2 separate regions of the Anas platyrhynchos genome follow, and region 2 is linked to region 1. A link is a contact called in public Hi-C data. All regions are on one chromosome and are shown on one strand. Each heading gives the region's core, a stretch centred on a gene start, on an enhancer-like site or on the middle of the called end of the contact. The rest is flanking DNA. Distances are from core to core; before and after follow the strand shown. Region 1 overlaps LSAMP (limbic system associated membrane protein). Region 2 overlaps LSAMP (limbic system associated membrane protein).

Region 1 (6,996 bases), core at 2,434-4,933:
AGCAGTGAAGCAGTCCATTTAGCAGGGGCTGTAGGTTGTTCTTGGGCAAGGAAAGGCTGCTTTTTGGTGTAAGCCTTTAAACTCCCTCCCTACCAGGGTCAGGTGGTAGAAGAGTACAGAAAACAGCTCAGGACACAGTTAAAATTAAACTCCAGATAAGTATTTGTCATCCTGGAAGAGCTGCTTTCACCCATGGCCTGCTTTCCTCCACATTTCCCTATCCTCTCTTTACCCCAAGAGGTAGCATCCCCGCGTGGTCGCTCTTAACATGGTGGCAGAAGCAGCCCATGTGAACGCTTCTCCTGCTACTGCCCCAAGGAGATGAGTGTTTGGTTAAGTCTTGGCATTTCACCCTTCATCAATACTAAAATTTAGCAAGAAATGTGTACAATGAAGGCTTATGTCTTAGGCCTTTTTCTTATTAATCCTATTACACTTGTCTTTATGAGCTCTCCAAGTTCCTTTTACTCCCTCCGGGGCTTGGCTGCAAATGAGATTTTGCATCTCAGTGTAAAATAACCCGAACATTTTTCTATAAAATTAAATAAAAATCCTCCATCCTGGCAGTGCATGCCCAGAATCCAATTTCTGGAGTCTACATCTTTCCAAGTCCTGCATTGTCTTCTCAACTTCCCTTAGCTTTGGGAACTTGTTTCTTTCATTCCACCTTGATCAGTATCATGAAGAAAAGTAAGGAGCAAACTTTAACCAGCACAGATGAATGAGAAACAGAAAATGTGAGACTGAACTACAGAAGCCTACGACATTTGGTGAATCTCCTCCTATTATATACGTCTCAATTTTCCAATGTTTAAAGCGGAAATAGTGATAGTCCCGCTCTGCAGTGCAGATGGGCTGACTCATTTCGCGTGTGTTCAAGAATACTATGAGGTTCTGTTACAACTAATAGTATCTACAAGCTTATTATTGTGGTTACATGGCATGTGGGTAAGTGTTTTGGCTTCATCTGGACTTTGCAGAATCCTCCTAGCTTTGCAAAAACTGGACTGGGAATTTGTGTAGTTTCCCGAAAATGCCACCATCTTCTCTTTCCTATCTGGCAAAATGATTTTATTTATTTTTCTTGACAAGAGGCCCTCAAGAACAAAGTCCTGATGCCAGATACGTGCTTATGTTCAACAAGGAAGCCATGCCTGCTCTCAAAAAGCTTACCATAATGACAAGAAAAAGCAAAATGAAAAGTATGTTAGAATTCTTAATGCCATCTAGAGTTAGCCAGGCAGAGTTGAATGGCCAGAAATGAAAAATAATGGGTGAGGAAAGTTAATGGCATCACTTCCCAGAGCTCTGGCTGCTTTGAATTTCATCTTTTGGAGAAAGGCAAGTATTGCGTGGAAAGTAATTCCTGGCATATTAAGGAAGGGGGATTTTTACTGTACCATGTTTGAACTGCTTTGGCACTCTAACATTATCATTTACCTTTGATCTGTAAAATCTGAATATGCTAGCAATCCCCCAGCACTGCTCATAATTTGAAGCCTTTAATACCCGATGTGGCAGGATGGCTTGGGATGCAAGAAAAAAAAAACAAAAGCAAGCACAAGTTGCAGGGCTTTAGAGGAACACTGACCTCACCCATAGGAGCTCCTGTTCAACTCAGAGCCTCAGAACTTCCCCAGCAGGTTTCCACCTGCACGAGTGTATTTCTGTTCAGCCGCTGCCAGCATACCGCTGTTTACCATAAAAGTTGACATTTAGACTTGAAAAATTCAGGAAGGAAAGGGGATGATTTAAAAATAAAATGTAATTTACACTAATTATGTTGTTACATAGGATGCTCTGCAAAAAACATTAGCAAGTGAGATCATGTCAGCAAAGCGCAAGATGAACTGTATGGAAGACTTTCACGTCCCCAAGTCAGAAAGCTGTGGCTTCCTGCTGCTTTTCATTTCTTGGCCAATCAATGCTTCATAAAGACTTTGAGCATATAGCCGGAGTACCTCTGCAGTCCTAATGTCTGCAGTATCTAAATAGGAAATCAGCAGTAATATGCTGATATGCACTCACTCCTGTTACAACGCTAGGCACAAAGTGAGGCAGTCCTGAGTCACCTGTAGCAAAACAGTCGAACCAAAGGCTCCCAGAGCTCAGCATCACATCACTGACCACCCTTCATTTCACCTTCAAACCCTGAAACTGCTAAAAAGGAGATAAGCGCTAACTCACAGAGTAGGACATGCATTATTGTCCTTGGTCGGTACCAAAGACTCTTGGTCAGTCCTCTCCTTCTCCCAGTAGTCACACAGTACTTGACGGGGAATTGTGCACATCCGCCTTGCAGTTATCAAGGGCCACCATTAGTGATTGAAAAAGGGTACAGCAAATTCACAAATATTCGGGTAGGTTGGGAAAAACAGTTCTTCAAATAACATCACCATAAGTCTTGATATGATGTTAACGGATCTCTCAGTGCCTTCAGCCCAGATCATCTCAATTTCCATGTCAATACCTTTCGGTTTGCTCTCCTGTAGCTGTGCTGTCTGCCTGGAGGGGAGAGGGGAGAACTTGCTTTTGTCGCTATCCCTGGCTGATCCAGCTCAAGTATTCCAGGGGCTGCATAGAGGCCACTTTGCCATTTAAAACTTGCGTGTAATCCATACCAAGCCTCCCACCTGCACACACGTTCTTACCCTATAGCAGACTTCATCTTATGCAAAGTGGGCCAAGATTAAAGAAATCTCGGAGACAACCATTTCAGTAATCCTGTAGTGAATGCAGAGATAGATAATTTAAGCCTGCATATTTTGGAGGCGCACAAGCTCTCTCAGGAATGTGGGTTGCGGCAAATAGCTCCTGCCACACATTTCCAGCCAGGTTTTCTCCAACATCTGTGCTCCAATTCAGGCAGCAAGTTGCTACCCTCAGAGTCGCCGCCATCCAAGAAATGATCAGCTAACAAACAGATCTGACACTTATATAATTTACATTTTGCAGTATACAAAATCTCAAAGATAGGCTTTGGCTGTTCTCTTTGTGCTTTTTTTTTTTTTCCCTTTCCTGTTTTGTTTTACAAAACTGTTCACCATCAATCTATCTAAACCACTTCACTGACCACAGGGGCCAGGCAGCTAAGGACTGTGATTATTTGTCAAAGCCTTTATTGTGAAAAAAGCTGACAAAAGTAATTCAACAAATTTTTTGACAAATACATTTGAAAATTGTTAGGCTACCTCAGTTAACCAGATGAATAATGCGAAATGATATGAGGTGAATAATTTATTACAAAATATGGGAAAAAAACACTATATAAATTATTGAATTAATATTATTTGACAAGTGCTTGCCCTTCCCTGAAGTGCAGCTTTCTCTGTGATGGAACATAGCAGCTGTTTAAAAGCAACAATAGTTTAAGGCAGCAAATGAAGAAGAATTGCAAGCACTGAGCGAGTATGAGATTAGGCAGAACGTAATTATCCAGATTGGAATCTGGTTAAAATCAGGAAATAAGGCAAAGTTTCTCATACAAAATATATCATCCAGTAACGACCACAAGTGGTAGAGATACCTTCTCTTGTTTTTCAGCCAAAATGGTCTGTTATTACCTCCACAATTATTCCTTTCTACCTTGCTGGTGGGGTTTTCCCCTCTCTACACCGTGAGGCTACTTTCTTCATGGAATCTGAAACCAAAGCAGCAGCAGCCAGACTGGGCATAACACAAGGCTAAACCAAATTCACCTCTGTGCACAGTTTGAGTTCCAGCTTCCTTCTCCTGTTCGCCAAGGCTCAACCCTGCTCGGCAATACAAATCAGCGCCGAGAGACATCTAGCGGCTGCATTTTGAGTTGCAAATGGGTGTTTGAGGAGCTCACCCGCGGATGGATGGAGGGAAGGAAGGGCACCTCATCATGAACCTCCAAATCAGAGCAGACCTCTCCCGAGGTACCAACCCCACCCATCCTCGAGTAGTTTGTAAGAACTGATGGCAACTCGGAGCATCGGTGGTTGCAGATCTCATGTCTTTTGAGGCAGCTTGTATTTTGGCCGGATGGAGATAAGTGAAAAATGATGAATATTTGCAACGTGCAGAGCTCAGCTCTACATGTATTAGCTCGTAGTTTCCATGTCAGTCCTGATGAGTTAGGAAGGACTGAGCACCTGCTTTTCTCCAGCTCTGTTTCCTTCATTAGTCTTATGGCCAGCAGGATGCCCTTACTCAATGCCATGGAGAAGCACCCTCCATGGTTATTAGTGTGCCTCCAGGAGCTGTTAAAGACACTACCGGCTCCTTCCAAAAGGGCAAATCATAACTGTGACACCTCGCAAAGATTTGCTTCTAGTACCTAAGAGCAGGAGCCGAGCTCGCCTTAAGTTCCACAAGAATTATTCGGGGAATTTATGCTCTTGGGTCCCAGCTCTCGGTCACCGGCAGGGAAACGCAGGACTGTGCAGAAAACAAAATTTACAAATCTCTGTCACCCTATGGGAGCGTTGCAATACTCCCAATTTACACACACACTTTGGATGTGTAAATATTTCAGAGCTGCAGTTTAAGGGCACCAGTGATTTGCACAGCACTATATATCACGGCTTCCCAGAGAGCACAGAGCTACTGGAAAGCAGCACTCGAGTCGGAGGTGGATTTAACATTAGCATCTCAGCACTACACCCGAAGTTTGATTGTTTACGTACATCATGTCAACTGATTTAAAATCTATATTTACACACACCGAGATGGCCTCCACTCATTAATAAATTAAGACACTTGTAAACCACTGGATCTGCAAGCTGGCTTTCTAATTTACTAGCGTCTGGGTATCAGGTTGCCCACCCTTTCTAGGCAAAAGCTGCTGGGTGGAACAAAGCTTTGCTAAACGCTCCACATGCCCCGTAGCTTGTCCATACACCCCTTGCACCGACACTCCTCGTACCTCACCTGTCTGAAGGCTAAAGAAGTCTTTTTGTCCCGAGGGTTATTAGCCTTGGATCTTTTGCCAATACTCCATTCAATCATTTAGATGAGCTTAATGATAAAGGTTAGTTTTTCCAAGAGGAGGCTGGAAACCTACAGCAGTATGGTCTTGGGGGCTAAGGGCTGTGCAGCGAGAGAGCTGCTCGCGAGGGCCCCTTCTGCCATCAGCTCTCCAAGCTCATAACTGCCTTCCTCCCCTGTGCACGAATGATGAAATATTAGAGGCTCTGATCTCTGCCTCATTAAATAGAGAATATTCTCACTCTATCCTGACCCGCGCTAGGGCCAGTTTAAGGAGCAATCCGTCATGAGATCATTAATACAAAGACTTGCTCAGAGGGCAAGGATGTTCATCCAAAATTAATTTCTTAACCTTTTCGGGAAGGACTTTGGAGAGGGTGTTTTACCTTTCCTAACTGGAGGGATCGGTTATATATTTCTGCACCACATTGATGATGGAGTTAGAGCCAAGAGGCCAGCACCATGCTGAGACTTGGCCTCTCCGACGCCTTCCGTGACGCCCAGCAGCGTGTGAGCAGGAGCCCCGGAGATCAGGAAGAAGAGCAACAGCCAGGGATTGAAGCAAAGGTCGGGAAAAGACTGCAATGAATGTAGTTCAAACAGATCAAAGGCACGGGCCCCATAACAGCAGCTTGGCAAGGGGTAGTACAAGGACAGAGTAGAAAACCATGCCCAGAAGTAGACAGATGCTGTGGAAATTTTAATGGGTCTTTGCCATGCTTTCAGGACACAGATCCATACGTCAGACGCAGTAAACTCACAAGTTACATGAGTGACAAATCAGGGGGACTTGCAGTGTTGCTCATAACCATGCTGCAATAAGGCCTGTCCTTTAATATGCAGATCTGCTGTGCTTGGCGTCTGAGCGCTCTCCCTCCTGTCCCTCTCTCCGCTCTTCTCCCACAAAAGGTTTTAATGACAAGAGATACCCACGGTCTGCTGACGAGAGCAAGCTATAACGATGGATGCAGATAGAGAAAGAGAGGGGAAAGGAAGCCTCCAAGACATGTTTTCTCCAAATAGCACACAATCTACACAGACTGCTGCAGAAATGGGATGAATAATAGAATCACAGAATTTTCTCATCCCCTGTCGCTGTCAAATCCCATTAAACTCACTCCAGGTAAAAGGTGCATTATCGACACTGCTAAAACTACAGTACACATCGGGGTTACCATAAACAAATGAAAGAAGATGGGTGTGAGAGACGATAAAGACAAATCGCAAATCATCATCTTCCCAGGAAAGCATCAAGGATATATACTGAGGGCGAGGTGCTATTCCTGAGAACACATAAAAGCTATATCAGGTTAGGACTGGAGCTTGATATTAACCCCCTCATTACTGCTTTTTACCAGGCGTGCTTGCTCTGCTGCTTCTTTTGAGGCTAATGTGCTTTTATACCAAAGGAGATATAGACAACTGGATTAGTGTGGGATTTAGGGAGCAGGCTGTGTACCAGGTGATGTGACAGCAAACAGCTAAATTTAATATGGCAGCTTGATCCATTATGTATTTTATTCCAAGACATGTCCACATGGGCACATGAAACCCGGACTGGATCTTGCATCACAGCAGACGAGGCTCCAGAAGTGTCAGATCTGGGCCGTAAGATGCTGGCATTTTAACAATCATTTTTTCTGTCACTGCGTACACTTTACATGGCTTAGGCTTGTAAATGCACAGAGTCCTTGTTATAAACCACCCTGACCCTAAACTTTAAATAAAGGTCCATATTATTTGGCACCTTCCTGGTATTTTTGCTTGTGAAGCGTTAAGATCTTTGATCGGTTGGTGTTGTTACACCCATTTCCAGAGACTCCAGGCAGGGAATCTGATACAAGCAGGGTTGCCCAGTGAATCAAGAAGGGAGCTGAGGACAGCACCTAGAGCTCCCACCTTGTTCAGATGCTCCTGCAACATTTGGTCAGCTCTGCACCAGAAGAGAGACTTTATCACCACGTGGGCTTGACATTTCCACACACAACCAAAATCCTATTTTGACAGCCCTCTGTCTCAGAGGGGCTCAAACCAGTATGGGTC
Region 2 (6,996 bases), core at 2,376-4,875, 430 kb before region 1:
TCACAGACGGGCAGTCGGTTCTGTATCAGATGGGAAATGCAGAGCAGGGCACAGCAACCAACCCAAGCCTCATGCTGCCTAGCTCAGCTCCCTAGTACAAGAGATGGTGAACATTTGCCAAATTTGATTAAAACAAACCAACAGACAAGCTTTGAAGCTCATTATCAGTGCTTCCAGCCCAAGTCTTGGTCAGAGTCAGACCTGGCGCTGGTGGCAGTGGTCTGCCAACACTGCCATACCCCCTGGACCCATATTAGTACCCTCACAGAAAGCTCCTGGGCTCTCTTCCCACTTGACGCAAGACACAGCAGTGGGTGATACCCAGCTCCTCCTCATCCCCTGTCAGTGCAAGCAGACTCAAGGTATATATATTCCCCCTTTAAGAACATATAAGAGCACAATATCTCCCCGCCACAGCCACATCGCCTTGCCACCCCAGGAGGAAACATGCAGACGCTGCCCCCGTTCAGCCTGTGTTTCCAAGCCCATCCACCTGCTCTGTGGGACTGATCCTCCTCTTGTGGTGACGTTCAGGTGCTACAGGGCTCGGGAATCCTGCTTCCCACAGCAGGCAAGCTCAGGCTCATCCCACCTGCCCTGGTGTTGCTCATACAGCTTAACGCCAGCAGAAGGGAACTCCCTTGGGGTGATGAGACGGGGCTGCTCAGGAAACTGGGACAGTGCTGTCTCCATTTCCTCCTTGCTGGATAGCTTTGGGATGAGCAACACACCCTGCACCAGGAACAGCAACACATCTCCTCTGCTTCATTTCTCCTTACTGATTCTGCACCCCCTGTTGGCAGCAGAGCCACCCAGAGCAAGCAGCGAGCTGCCTACCCGTGCAGGATTCCTCCCCAGAGATGCCCGTGCCCAGGGCCAGCACGTCCCTGTGGCACAGAGGGGAGGCTGGGTGCAGTGCTGGGGCCTCACTGGCACCCACAGCCAGGAGCATGGTTGGGGAAAACCAGTAGCATGTGGATAAGCAGCACAGAAAGCACTGCACACCAGGTTGGGCTGAGGACAGAGCAGGCGTGCAGCTATGCTGCTCTCTGTTGGCTGCAGCACAGGGAGCAGGAATGGTTTCAGACACTGCTACTGTTACTCACATTCAAGAGGATCCTTTAAATGGCTCTACGCAACAAATAGGCACTGGGGAAGCATTGTGCAGCCTCCTGCATCGTAACGTGACGTTGTCAAGAGTTAAAAAGTGCGTGAGCTTTATTCTCTCTGCTAGGCAAAGAAAATTCAGCTATTGCTGTGAAACAACTACATTTACAACCAGATGCAGAACAGGAAAAAGAAATCCAGCCCATGCAACCCCATACCCCTATCCTACCCACCAGCTCCACCCCACCACTTTTTTTTGTCTCTTCCCTTTTCCCCTAGCAGCTCCCACACCCTTGCTCCCTGGCTCTCACTGCCAGTGCTTGCAGCACGGTGTCTCTGCCTGAAGCATGTGGGTAGCGCAGGGGATGGGAAAGGGCTGCATTTGCTCATGAACTGGGACTGGGAGCTCTACTGGTGGGCAGAAATAAGAGGAGAAGCAGAGGACGCAGTCCTTCAGCGCCAGAAGCCATTAAAATGGTGGTTCCATCTTTCCCTGTCTGCAGGGGATTTTGTCTCTCCACCAGAAAGCTCTCACCTATGGGGTCTGGGCACTTGCAGCCGTGATTCACCAGCTCCAGGTGCTCCACGCACGCTGCCCTGCCCTGCTCAAGCTGAGTGTGGCCATTCCTCAGTGCTTCTGGCTCCTTTTCTACATCCTCCCCTCCCAGTCTCCCAGTCTGTGGTGGTGGCCTCTACATGGGCACACTGGCTGCTGAGGAGGAACAGCCAGAAGGCAAAAATCCTGTATCTGGGAAAGGGGGAAAATTTTGCATGTGAAACAAAAGAAAACAAAACCAAACAACAAACTAAGAGTATTGGAAAACATCTGTGAAAAGCAGAGTGAAAAACATGAGAGGAAGAGCAGAGACAAATGTTGCTTTTTGTTTTCAGCACACGGTTCAGTCTTTGTTGTTTCCTTGTCTTCCCTACACTAAAAATTCCCTCTGGAAGCTGAGAGGCCTTTCTCTGCAAAGTTTCATCACTTTTTCACTGGTGGTCTTCACAAAGAGCATTTGCAATGAAAGTAAACAATCCTTCCCCTTCATCCTTCCACCTCTCCCTCCCATCATTTTTGAAGCTCTGAAGAAGGAGCCTGCACGCACCCTGACGTGCCTCATGGACCCCACTTATTTCCAGCCCAGGATCAAATACCTGCCCCTCCAGTGCAATCATCCATAGTCAGTGCAAAGAGCTCATAAGAAGAGAGGAAAAGGGGATTGTGATGCTTTCAGCTTTCACTGAGCAAGGCCTGGAGCTATTTGAGTACCAGTGTGCAAGGATAGCTCAGAGTTTCACTCCTAACTGTGCCAAGCTGGCTGCTGCCCTCACCTCTCTTCCCTCTTCAGCATTAGAGAAGACTTACAGGAGACTGTGAGAAAGGACATCGACTAAGCCATTATTTTTCTGGAGTGAGAAGAGCAGGGACGAGCCTCTCTTACCTTCTGCAACCAGTGCACCAAGAAGGTCAGCACTGCTGGGACCGGATCACACACAGGCTGGAGCACCTCTCCTGTGAGGACAGGCTGGGGGAGTTGAGGTTGTCCAGCCTGGAGAAGAGAAAGCTCCTGGGAGACCTTACAGTGGCCTGCCAGCACCTGAAGGGGGGCTACAGGAAAGCTGGGGAGGGACTCTACATGAGACATCTACATGCAAGCAAACCAACACAAATTAGAATCCCTACTTTACACACTCCACCGCACAAACACCCGAGATGCAGCAGTTTGAACTCTTCTGCTGCTTTCAGGATAGAATAAAACCACCAAAAGACAAACCTGATGTTGCCAGCAGATGGCATTATTACTCCACTTTAGCATCTCAGCTCCTGTTCCTGGAGAAGGACGCATCGCTGCCATCTACAGAGCACTCAGGAGAAGCAAACTCTTTTTTTTTTTTAAAAAAAAAAAAAATAAAAAAAATGCTTCAACTCTGCAGAATACAAACACTTTAGCAAAGCGTGGGAGAGTAAATAAGGGCATTTCATGTGCAAACCTACCACCTAGAAGCCTGGGTGTGATGACACATCCTCACTGCACAGGACAAACTGTATGATTTTCTCATTCCCCCCTTTCATTTTCCCTTCACAGCGATTCAGCCTGGCATATTAAGGGAACAGGCTTATTTATTTATTTATTTACGCCTTTTCAACTCTCCGGATTAAAGAGACGAGTTTTTCCCCCTCCCTGGCACGTTCCCCCCCCCCGTGCCGGGGGGGAAGCGGGGAGGAAGCCAGCAAGGATCAGAGGATCTCCAGCGCCAGCAGGGACGGCAGCTCCTCCTCCTCCCACCTGTAAGGCCCTTCTCTTTCTCCCACTTTCCAGGGAGTCCTTCAAATGCCCTTGAGCTACGGTGCAGAGTAAACTAACGTGTATACAGACACACAGCCCAGCCGTTCAACTTCTTTATACGAGGCCTCCCGGACAAGGGGAGAGCCAAACCCTGATGCTGCCCCTTCTGCCCCGTGCAGGACTTAGTGCCTCAAGCCAGGCAGGAGAGCCCGGGGCAAGTCCCACCTGCTGGAGGTTGGGCCTGGCACCGCAGGAGAAAAGGTGCTGGAAGCTGTGAAGCAGGGGGATGACGGGGTTGTCACTTGGACGGCCAAGCACAGCGCCTCCGAAGTGAGTAATTACGCCTGTCCGGGCACCGCAGGTCCTGCAGCAGCCATCGCGGCGTAGGGTCGCTGCAAAGATTGGGTTGTTTAATTAAAGCAGGGTGTGGGGAAAGGCAAGCTGCCCAGTGACAGCACAGCCTGTGCGATGCCTCTGGGAGAAGAGCTGATTAGAGAGCAAGAGGCATCTCCGCCGCAGGGAAGGGGCCTCGTCTCTGAGCCTCCCCGAATGGGTACTGGACGTATTTCAAGCTCCTCTCCAGCTGGCTGAGCGATTCCGAAGTGGGAGGAGAGATGTCCTCGAGGTCTGATTTCTCTCTTGGATTTTCCTGCTGAGGCAGGAGGAAGTAACAACGCGCCACCCCTTTTCACTCCAGCTAACTGCCCGACCCTCTCTCCAGGGCAATTGCTCCCTCGCAGGGAGGGCTGCGCCCGCTCTGCATCTGGGAACTCACCGAGCTTCAAATAGCTGAGCGTGGTGAGGAGGGCACGGTGCCCTTAAGCAAGGGAGCACAACAGAGAGAAGGGGAAAAAAAAAAAAAGAAAAAGGAAAATCAGAGGTAAGAGATCCCTCTGCTGCAACTTGCTACTTCCACAAAAAGGAAGGCAAGAATAAAGTAAAGGATGCTGTTCCACACTAGGCTCTCCCAGCCCTGACCACTCCCTAGATCAGGCCTTCAATACTGTTCTTGCTGCTCGGTTTTCTCAGTTGCACCTGCAGCAGATGAGAAGAAGTCCAATGTTATGACTTTTCATGCACCTGAAGGGAGAACCTCCAAATCCATTTTCCTAAGGCGATCTCCCTCGGGATTTCGTACTCAGCATCACAGAGTAAAAGGCACAACTCCAGGTACACGCACAAAAGAGCCTGTCACCCTGCTCGATACTGCTTTGCATGCATTCAGCTTCAATTCTATGCCTTCAAAAGGAAAGCTTGTCAGAGCAAACCACATCCGAAAAGCTAATCCCATGCGACAGATAGTCCACACCAAATTATGAGCCAGCGGTTGGCTGGCATCCTGCGCTCAGAGGGTGCTACAGGCACCGGGCAGGAAAGCTATGCAGACAGGCATGCACACACAGAGCTTGCTGCAGAGATGCCCCCCTCTGCAAGGATGAGAAAAACGAGATACTTTTTGTTTCCAGCATTTCAGGATATTCACGGCTCCCGCCTCCTGCAGAGTCCCTTGAACTGTCCGGCGGCACAGCGGCTCTCCTCAGCATTTTGCAAATTATGTTATCGCACTGTCAGCCTTCACAAAACCGATGGGAAAGGGCCGTGCAATCAGGTGATGCAAATCAGTTTAGCTTTGCTGAAGCCATCAGAACAATGCCGGCTGATACTCGGGGCTCTCACACCAGCGCTGAGCCCAGGAGTGGAGCCGAGCTCACTCACGGCGGCCCAGTTGTGACCCTGTTCAATATTCCCCTTCGCAGGTTTGACACGACACACACTGTTCATGTAGTTCTGCGTGCACCCTTGACACCACTCACTGTGTAATCCACATATCGCTTTGTTTTCCTGCAAGAACGCAGCAGAAGCCACTGATTTACTCACAGCATTTTGTCAGAGAGAAAAAAATAAAAAAATAAAAAAAAAGCAGCTTTCCAGGAGCTGCCAGAGATGGAGAGAGAAGTATCTGTACACAGGCAGCCTTAACACCTCTGAAACTAACTGCAAGACACCGCACATAACCCAAAGGCTGCAGGTTACTGCCTTCCAGCAGGCTTCCACCAGGGGAAGCGAAGCCAACAGCTGTCGCAGCGAGAAGCCAGAAGAGTGGATGGACACACGCTCCAGTGACTGTGGATGTGCATAAATGAGCAAAGACAGAGGAGAGGACGTCTGATCAGTGAAAAGGCTCCTGGGCCATCAGAGCACATAGTTTTAATCTGCCAGGTTAAAAGGGTGCCGAGGCATCACCCACCGTAAGGAACGTGTCTGCAGCATGGCTGGGATTCGACCTTCTGCTTCCCTCCTGTCTCCAGAGCACAGAAACTCCAGGTCCCTCGTGCTCCTCTACACAAAAAAAGCAGGAAGGAGAAGGAAAAAAGCACCGCCGAAGAGGCCCTAACTCATCTCTTACTCTTGGATAAGTCCAAATTTATGGCTCTGTCTGCCTTTGAGTCTTTATTATCTCCTTAAGTGGCTAGCTTTGTACACAATTTATTATAAAAGCCTGAAATCTACAGTCAAATTACAGATCAATTGAAAACTACACAGAAAACAATTAACATCTGGCAGCGGTTTAATCTATAAAGCTGTCGCAGGCTTTGCCAACCCTGAATTCCTCTTCTGAAACCCATATTTCCTCTCCCCAAACCTAGTCTCCTCTCCTGCAACTCGTGGGTCCGTGGGAGAGCCGAATCTCCTCGCGTGCTTGATGAAAACCATGCTGAATATGGCAATGTAACACCTCTCTGTGTCTTCTGCAGATGTGACTTTTATCGGGGCCTACAGAGGGAAGCTGAAGCGGGCAGTACCCTGTTGTGATGGAGCTTCCACCTTCTCCCAACAAGGTGGAAGGCAGGGGGAGGCCAGGAACGGGGAAGGCCTCCTGACCAGTCTCTTTGGCCTTTCTCTTTGCTAACCAACTGGCTGTTTCTTGTTGTGAGAAGTCCACCACCTTCACAGGCACCTCTCTCAACAAATGGATGTGCCTCCAACCCTGTTGCCAACATCTCATCGCCTCACCATACAGAGCTTCGCAGCCCTTTGGCAAGGCCCTTCCATTTACTGAGGGAACATGAGGGAGTTGAGTTCAGTGATCCTGAAAACCTCTGTCTATTCTCTCTCTCCACAGACCTTCCAGAGCTAATTCGTACTTCTCCACCTCATCTGCGCAACAAAACTCAAAAGACCCTGCTACCAGAAGGCACCTCAACTTGAACCAGGCATCTAGCTTGGCTTCCTGTTATGTTTTATGAGGAGCTGAGGTCATTTAGCTTGGAGAAAAAGCACAGGGGAGACCTTATTGTACTTTGTAATTACCTTAAAGGAGCTGTAGCAAGGCAGGGGTCAAGCTCTCCTCCCAAACACCAAGAGATAAGATGAGGGGAAATGGCCTCAAGTAGCACCAGGGGAGGTTTAGGTTGGATGTTACCAGAAATTTCTTTACTTCAAGGATTGTGAGGAATTGGAACAGGCTGCCCAGGGAAGCGGTTGAGTCACCATTCCTGAAAGCCTTCAAGAAGTGTGTAGATGAAGAACTTAGCATGGTTGAGTGGTGGACTCGTCAGTGCTAGGTTAAAGGCTGGACTAGGTAATCTAATCATAGACATCT

The links. A called contact is a pair of places that touch in the nucleus more often than the background predicts.
Region 2: a contact with region 1 is called in a Hi-C map of subcutaneous adipose tissue, with 2.9 times the contacts expected there. The contact joins two enhancer-like sites. A contact is called at or near these places in 3 of 8 Hi-C or Micro-C datasets (liver, skeletal muscle and subcutaneous adipose tissue).

What each region holds. Positions count from the first base shown.
Region 1 is chr1:86,035,923-86,042,918 of IASCAAS_PekinDuck_T2T, reverse strand. The region is part of intron 1 of LSAMP (limbic system associated membrane protein); the gene reads right to left. Among named protein-coding and RNA genes, the nearest start is that of LSAMP, 86 kb to the right of the region's middle. Within about 2 kb of position 3,683, at least 1 of the 8 cell types and tissues checked has an H3K27ac peak or open chromatin away from gene starts, as enhancers often do.
Region 2 is chr1:86,462,225-86,469,220 of IASCAAS_PekinDuck_T2T, reverse strand. All of the region lies in intron 1 of LSAMP (limbic system associated membrane protein), which reads right to left. Among named protein-coding and RNA genes, the nearest start is that of GAP43, 430 kb to the left of the region's middle. Within about 2 kb of position 3,625, at least 1 of the 8 cell types and tissues checked has an H3K27ac peak or open chromatin away from gene starts, as enhancers often do.